Regions from separate parts of the Triticum aestivum genome. Here region 1 is linked to region 2. A link is a contact called in public Hi-C data. All regions are on one chromosome and are shown on one strand. The core of a region is the stretch at or near the end of the contact, and the rest is flanking DNA. Distances in the headings are between cores, read along the strand shown.

The links. A called contact is a pair of places that touch in the nucleus more often than the background predicts.
Region 1: a contact with region 2 is called in a Hi-C map of leaf, with 9 times the contacts expected there. The contact joins the enhancer-like site here to the promoter of LOC123097577 in region 2. A contact is called at or near these places in 3 of 5 Hi-C or Micro-C datasets (all in leaf).

What each region holds. Positions count from the first base shown.
Region 1 is chr4D:303,331,281-303,334,972 of IWGSC CS RefSeq v2.1, forward strand. LOC123097579 (probable galacturonosyltransferase 7) reads left to right here. Exons shown (of 9, transcript XM_044519354.1): 8 at 1-286; 9 at 508-1,253. The coding sequence ends at 792. Among protein-coding and RNA genes, the nearest start is that of LOC123097579, 5.8 kb to the left of the region's middle. Within about 2 kb of position 1,736, at least 1 of the 8 cell types and tissues checked has an H3K27ac peak or open chromatin away from gene starts, as enhancers often do. A contact at or near this core is called in leaf, where this site is marked.
Region 2 is chr4D:302,957,707-302,961,331 of IWGSC CS RefSeq v2.1, forward strand. It overlaps LOC123097577 (2,3-bisphosphoglycerate-independent phosphoglycerate mutase), which reads right to left and starts at 1,833. Exons shown (of 8, transcript XM_044519353.1): 1 at 1,501-1,833; 2 at 1,274-1,401. The coding sequence starts at 1,680.

The sequences.
Region 1 (3,692 bases), core at 486-2,985, 370 kb after region 2:
TTTCTTTATTCCGGAAATATTTAAAGATTTAAAGAAGGTGATTGTGTTGGACGATGATGTCATTGTTCAACGTGATCTCTCTTTCTTGTGGAATCTTGATATGGGAGATAAGGTGAATGCCGCAGTCAAGTTTTGTGGCCTGAGACTTGGCCAACTAAGAAACCTTCTCGGCGAGGCAATGTACGATCCCCAGTCATGTGCATGGATGTCTGGGTTGAATGTCATTAATTTGGAAAAATGGAGGGAGTATAATGTTACAGAGAATTACCTGCAACTCTTGGAAAAGGTTGGTTTGTTGTCAGCCTGCTTTTATTTCAAGTTCTAAAGCATGCATTGTATTTTGTTTTATTCCAATATTTCCAACTATCATCCATACTTGATATAGTGAGCAATTGTGATACTATCTTAAAACTCTTTACTTTCAGTCTATTTGAAAAATGCATGATTTGGGCCCATCTTGCATGAAGTGATTAGCTTATTATCACTTCTACTCTTATTCTATTACAGTTCCGGAACAATGATGATGAGGCCTCACTACGAGCTGCAGCTTTACCTATAAGCTTGCTCTCCTTCCAGAATCTTGTATATCCTCTTGATGAGAGGTTGACTTTATCTGGGCTCGGCTATCAGTACGGAATTGAAGAAAAAGTGATCCGAACTTCTGCATCGTTGCACTACAATGGTAATATGAAACCTTGGCTTGAATTGGGTATACCAAATTACAGGAAGTACTGGAAGAGGTTTCTGGCACGAGATGAGCGATTCATGGACGAGTGCAATGTAAGTCCATAGCATACTTTGGAAACCAGAAGATTTGACCGACGGTAGATTGTTTCGTCTACTGCTGTACTATATACCAAGAGGGCAAAGCACTTGGAGTGAAAAGACCAGGAAAGCAGTCATTAGCCATCAATTTTGACAGGGTAGATCCAACACCATCTGTTCATTGAATTAGTGAGCTTGATGGGTGGTTTTTCTGCAGTTAGAGAAATTAGTCTTAAGTCGAAGGATAATGCGGTAGGCAATGGTGATGTGTAGTGGTGAGGCTTCAGGTAAAAGGGAGTGTCACTCTCATCATCTAGATTACGGGACAGGATTGTTGGTGATGCGTTGTGGCACCTTTAATTGAAAATTGGTGCCTTACACGTCATTGATGCAGGCTGATTCTTTTCTTCGTTAAATTTTTGACCCAAATTCTTTGTTCTTAGTTACTGCACATTGATTGTTTATCAAAGTTATGTGGATGGGAAGTATATTCGGTTTGTCAGAAACTTGTCGGTCACAACTAACAAGGTTGACAGCTCGGTGGATATCTTTGCACATTCTTAGTTCATTTTCTTGCGTCACGGAAAATGTGAAATGGGTGTGTTCTTAACTGGTAACTCTCGTTCAAGAAGAGTACGATGGGCCTCTCAGTTTGTTGTTCATTCATGTCCTTTCTTCCATGTAGTCGAGACCCTGAACTTGCAGGTTTGGACGTTGGTACACGATGTGCTAATATTGCTGAGATCCCGAGGCTTGCTGCCGAAATATTTACATGTACGCAGTATGCATTTGGTAGGGATAATAGAAGTGCCATCAGTATTTGAAAATAAAGTAGTTGGTGATCTGGTGGACGTGTCTCGTGGCCATGTGCAGCCAGCCGTTTTCTTATAGTACTTTTTAAAGGGAGACCATCGCTGTCTCATGAAAGCTCTAGCTACGCACGGACACCCCGAGGTCCGGAAACCCGGCAAGGGCATTTTCAAGACGGATTCGTAAACTAGAGACAAGGAGTTTTGTGAGAGTCCGGACAACAACGGACTCTATACCCCGCGTCTTCATCTATCTCATTTTCTCTCCTTTCTTTTTTTTCTATTGCCTTTGCCGCCGCTTCATCACTCCGGTTGCCACGCTATACCTTTGTTGAAACTCTACGTCTCTGTGACCTCTAGCATGTCAGGCGGGCTCCACCTCGTTTCTCCTCCGTCGCCGTTCAGCCCCTGTCTTCTGACCGCCCCGTCAAGTACCATCCGCTATTACTATACTCACCATGACCGGCAACTGTTTAATGAATTGTCGGAGCTAGAAAAGTTTTCCCTTATTTCTAGCAATGAATACCAATTGGTACATATACGAGCACTATGTTGAGTCGTCCGACGAGGAGGACTACTCGGATGAGACGACGATGATGCAGGATGTCCTTGAAGACACAAAGCGTGTGGAGGAGCATGTTCTCAGTTCTCAAGGGCTCGGTCAAGGGTCACTGAGTGCTCAACCGCAACAGGGCGCGCGACCATTTGACACTGATGGGCGACTATTTTGCCTCGGATGCACTCCTCGCTGACCATTTTTGCCGGCGTTTTCGAATGTGCAAGACTGTCTGAAAGAACATGCGGTGCCCCATGTTTGGTTTTGGTAATTGATGACAATCTCTATGGACTAATGGTTGCCTTGAGTTATATTTGAAGGATTTGTCCATGGGCATTTCTTGAAGTCCATGTGTTGGTTTCAAGGAGTTTATGTGGTGACCAAGGTGTTATTAAGGAATTATCCAAAGATTGGTCATGTGAGAGTTGAGCTTATTGCAAGCATGTCTTGAAGAAGAAGATTGTGTGATCATTCATGTTTACCTTCAAGACATCATCCAAATGAAGAGAGTTGGAAAGAGTCAAGGTTGATCAAGACTAAGTCAAGAGTGAATCAAGTTAATCAACACACAAAGCGCACAAGATGATCCCATGGTGTGGTGAGCATTGTCAATTACGCTTTGTGTACTAACCCATGATCTTCGTGAGAGTTCTTTGTGGGGTTAGGTTGCGGTGTGCAAGTTCAAGTGAAGCATCATGAAGAGATCAAATGCTTGAAGCTTGCCGTCCATTGTGGTGACAATGGACTTGTGAAGATGTTGCGGTGTGCAAGTTCAAGTGAAGCATCATGAAGAGATCAAATGCTTGAAGCTTGCCGTCCATTGTGGTGACAATGGACTTGTGAAGATGTGCGGAAGAGTGGCTCACCCATAGTGGAGCATGGGGGAGCAATCAACTAGTCTTCATCGAGCCAACGCAACCAAGAAAGGTGGTCCAACTTGAGGGAGTCAAGATCGTCATCATCTAGCTCAAGTGGACCATGTGCAAGGCAAAGGTTTGCTCTTGATAGGTTTTCTATTTTACCGGTCTCATGATGGTAGGTGGGAGACCGGGTTATAGGATCGATTGTCGTACTATCAATGGGGGGCTCTCGATGAGTAGCTTGATCGTATCGTTCATAGAGAGCTCAAACCATTGCATCCTTGCATCATCTTTATTGGTTCTTGTTTGGTTCTTCTCTTTGTGAGTTTTGGAGCTTATGGTCATCTTGATGACAAGCTCGAGTTCATCGAAAACGGAGTTCACTCGCATCTTCTATGATGTTTTTGATGTTGGAGGTTATGCCGGTTCTTCTCGATTGGAGGTTTCACTCCTCTATTTGTTGGCATACCTCCCCTGCCTCTTCTTACTATAACCAGTCGCTGTTTTGATGCTACTCGTCTTCCTCTATCCAACAAGCTTGAGTTTGCTCAATTCAGAGCTCATATGCAGAAGTTATGGCAGTTTTGGTTTCCTAGCGGTAGTACCGCGGGCCGGAGCGGTAGTACCGCTTGGGTGCTACAAGCGGTAGTACCGCTCTAGAGCGGTAGTAACGCTCCTGAGCGGTAGTACCGCTGGTAGCCC
Region 2 (3,625 bases), core at 583-3,082:
ATCAAAGAGGATTGCTTTCACGCCGAGCCCGCCGCACACCTCATGTGTAGTAGCCCAGCGCGCCCACCACACCGAATCCATGGTCCAGCTCGCAGCAGAGAGTACAGACCAGATCTGCCGTCGATAGTAGCCCATGTCCAGGGCCCTCGTGGCAGACGAATCCGCCGCAACCCGACTTCGCTGGTACAAGCCGTCGGTAGCAGCCACCTAAACTGTAGCACAATCCGACCAGCCAGTGAGCGATCATCAGCTCAACCAGGCCCTTTGGCCATGAGATCTGCCGATGACAACCGTCCGGGGTCGCTCTGGGAAGCGGTATGCCTAAGAAGTGTTTATTCAAATTCCTTTATGAAGTGTTTATTATAATTATTACTAGCAAGTAAATACCCCTTTTACATAGTTTATTATCACTATTACCACTGTAGTGTCGCTGGCTCTGTTAACTATTCGCAAGATCCCAAAAACAAAGTAGTAGAAAAAGAACACAAATTTGGAATGTCAGGCAAACTCGAATCCTACATGAATGATTGTGTACCAAAAAATGATCGATTGTACTATAAGAAAATAAAGGATTCTTTCTAAGAGGTTCGAGCAAACCTAAAACTTTCTTTGAAATGTTACGCATGGAAATCACTGAGAAAATGCTTGATAAATAGGATTCAATACTACTACAAATCAAACAACCCACTTAGGGAAATTCCTACAAATCTCAACCCACTTAGGGAAATTCCTACAAATCTCATGTGTATGCTCCCGAGGTCGAGTACTACCCGACTCTCTTTGGAAATAAATAGCACCCCGACTCCTCTTCGGCAATAAATAACTCGCAAATAGAAATTTCAGTAAATAATCCTAAGGAGTGAAATTCCTAAAATACCTATGAAAAAACTTTGAATCAAAGAGGTCCTAAGGAGTAAGATAGCCACCTTTAAGCAGATAAATAAACAAGTCTCCTTGTATGGCTTCACCAAATTTTCCTAACACAATGCAAATCTTATTATTCTAGTACTCTCTCCGCCAGGAATTAACTGTAGTGTATCTACACACTGAAACACGTGAAGATACACTCATTTTAGAGACAGATAATTCTGGACGAAGGTTGCACTAGCAATAATACTACACCTACGAAACCTCCTACGAGTATTACGCAATAATACTAAACTGTACGTAATTGCCCGTGGATGTAGCATTGCTCTTGTACTAGTACTAGTTAGGGAAGAGCCACAACATGTGCACATATTATTGGTAGACAGCGGGAAGCCGGGAGCATTACCCTTGGGCATATATCTGGCCGGCTCCTAGCGCATTGTGGCCGACCTCGCTGTTCCCCATGTCATCATCCGTAGGCAGCCCCACGGCCGTGCCGTGAGCTTTGATCAGCCTCCACCTCTCCGGAGCACCCTGCCATGCAACCACACAAGCAAAGGATCTGCATCCGCATGTAGGAACCGAACCGAACCGAACCGATGAAGCAGCGTGAGAGAAGAGAGACGCAGATACCTTCTTGAGGGCGTCGAGGGTGGGGGTGTCGGCGACGTGGATGCAGTTGAAGGGGTCGGGCGGCGCCTCGCCCCAGCCGTCCAGCACCACCACGCCCACCACCTTCCCTTTCCCCAGCCTCGCATGTTCAGCCAGCTTCCACGGCCTCTCCTCCCCTGCCCCCGGCCTGCGCGCCATCATGCGTCGGCTTGTGTGATCAAAACTCAGTTCCTGAAGCAGCGCGCCGGAACAGGGCAAGAGTTTTGCGGGGTTCTGGCCTTCTGAGAGAAGCGGTGGAGAGATTGCCGAGTTTTTGTTCGTAGGAATCGGCCATGCTTGTTTTCTCTGGAAGGGTCTGGGCGCCACGAGGCAGCTGGGAGAGGCACAAGTGTAAAGACGTGAGGAGCTGGTCCGCTCATGAACCTACCTGACAGTATGATGCTGACCCCCCAGCCAAATTCAAAAAGAAAAAAGATTTCCATGCCAGTAAATTATAGAGCAAAGTTGGCACTTTATTTATTTTGGAAACGCCAGAAGCTAGTAGTACCGTAGATGTACCCTAGTTAGTTTTTTTATAGACAACCTCGCGAAGCTTTTTATTAATTCGTCACAATGTTTACAGTGACGGATGAAAGGTCTCCAGGGTGTCCCGCCCACACATGGCGGCCACCCCCGAGAAATAAAGGCATAGTTCGCTAAGTTGTGAGCTTCGAAATTCGAGCTCTAAACTCATAACTAAATTTACAAAAAGCAAAATCTAAAGAGTGATGTATGAGAGCAGCATAAACTGATGAGTTCTCCTTCTTCAAGTCCTCAACCACCACCTTGCAATGAGAAACCACATGTACACGTCTTTGGTAAAGATCATCCGATAGAGCTAAAGCTTCCCTGATCGCAATCGCCTCCAGTGTCTGTGGATCTGCAATATATCTAAGAACCAGCACCGAGGCTCCCAAGAAAATCCCTTCCGAACTTCTGCAGACAGCCCCCATTGCACCATATCTAGCATGGCTTGAAACTGCAGCATCAACATTTATCTTAACGCATCCCTCCTCCGGTGCCAGCCACCGGTTTGGTCTCGGGATAGACGGAACAACCGGCTTTCTACATTTGGAGTTGATAGCCCGAATTTCAGCAAGGTTGCTTGTGATGAAGCCATTGACAGAATGCGGAGATTGATATATATCTTCATAGATCGCTTTCCTCCGTGCTCCTCAAATAGCCCATATGGTAACAGTCAGCCGCACGAACAAATCCCTGTCAAGAATATCATGGAGCGCGAAGATCCACTCTCTAGATCCTTCCTCCTGCTTGTCGACCAGTTGAAGTACTAGGTCCTCCGGCGCTAGGGCCCAAACACTGGCAGCCATCGGGCACGTGAGCAGGGCATGTCTCCAAGTATCCCTCGCTCCACACAGGTGACATGTATCTTCAGTTGACATGTGTCGATGTTTCAATAGCTCCCCGGTTGGCATGGATTGTCTTGCAAGCCGCCACACAAATGTCTTTAACTTCGAGGGACCTCAATGTGCCAAATTTTGCTCCAATGATCGCTCTCACTCTGCACGGTAGAAGATCCACCTTGCTCATTCAGCCAGGCCTCCCGACTGTGTTTTATTCACAGTAACATGCGGTAAGCAGAACGTACAGAGAAAACTCCCCGGCTTTCCTCATGCCAAGCCCAAAAATCGTCTATCCTCCGTGTACATAGCGGCATCTTCAAAATTTCCGCTGCATCAAAATGAGTGAACGTCGCCCGAACCAGCTCCTCGTTCCAAGATGAACTGGTTGCATCGATCAGATGAGCCACCAGCTGAGGCGGGTTTGCTACGAGCGATGTTATAGGCCTCTTGAAGTTATCTCGGGGGATCCAGTTTTGGTGCCATATGTTGGTGGTTTCACCATTCCCAATTCTTCTGATGATTCCCTGTGCTAAGATGTCGCGGCCATCAAGCATTGCCCGCCATATCTGGGATGGATGTGACCCCAGCTCGCTTCTAGTAGTGAGCAGTTCGGATAGTAAACCGCTTTCAATATCTTGCCACTCAAGGACCTCTCCTCTGTCAACAGCCTCCATGCCTGGCGTGCAAGAAGAGCTAAGTTGAATATTTCCATATCCCGAAAGCCTAGACCTCCAAGATGTTTA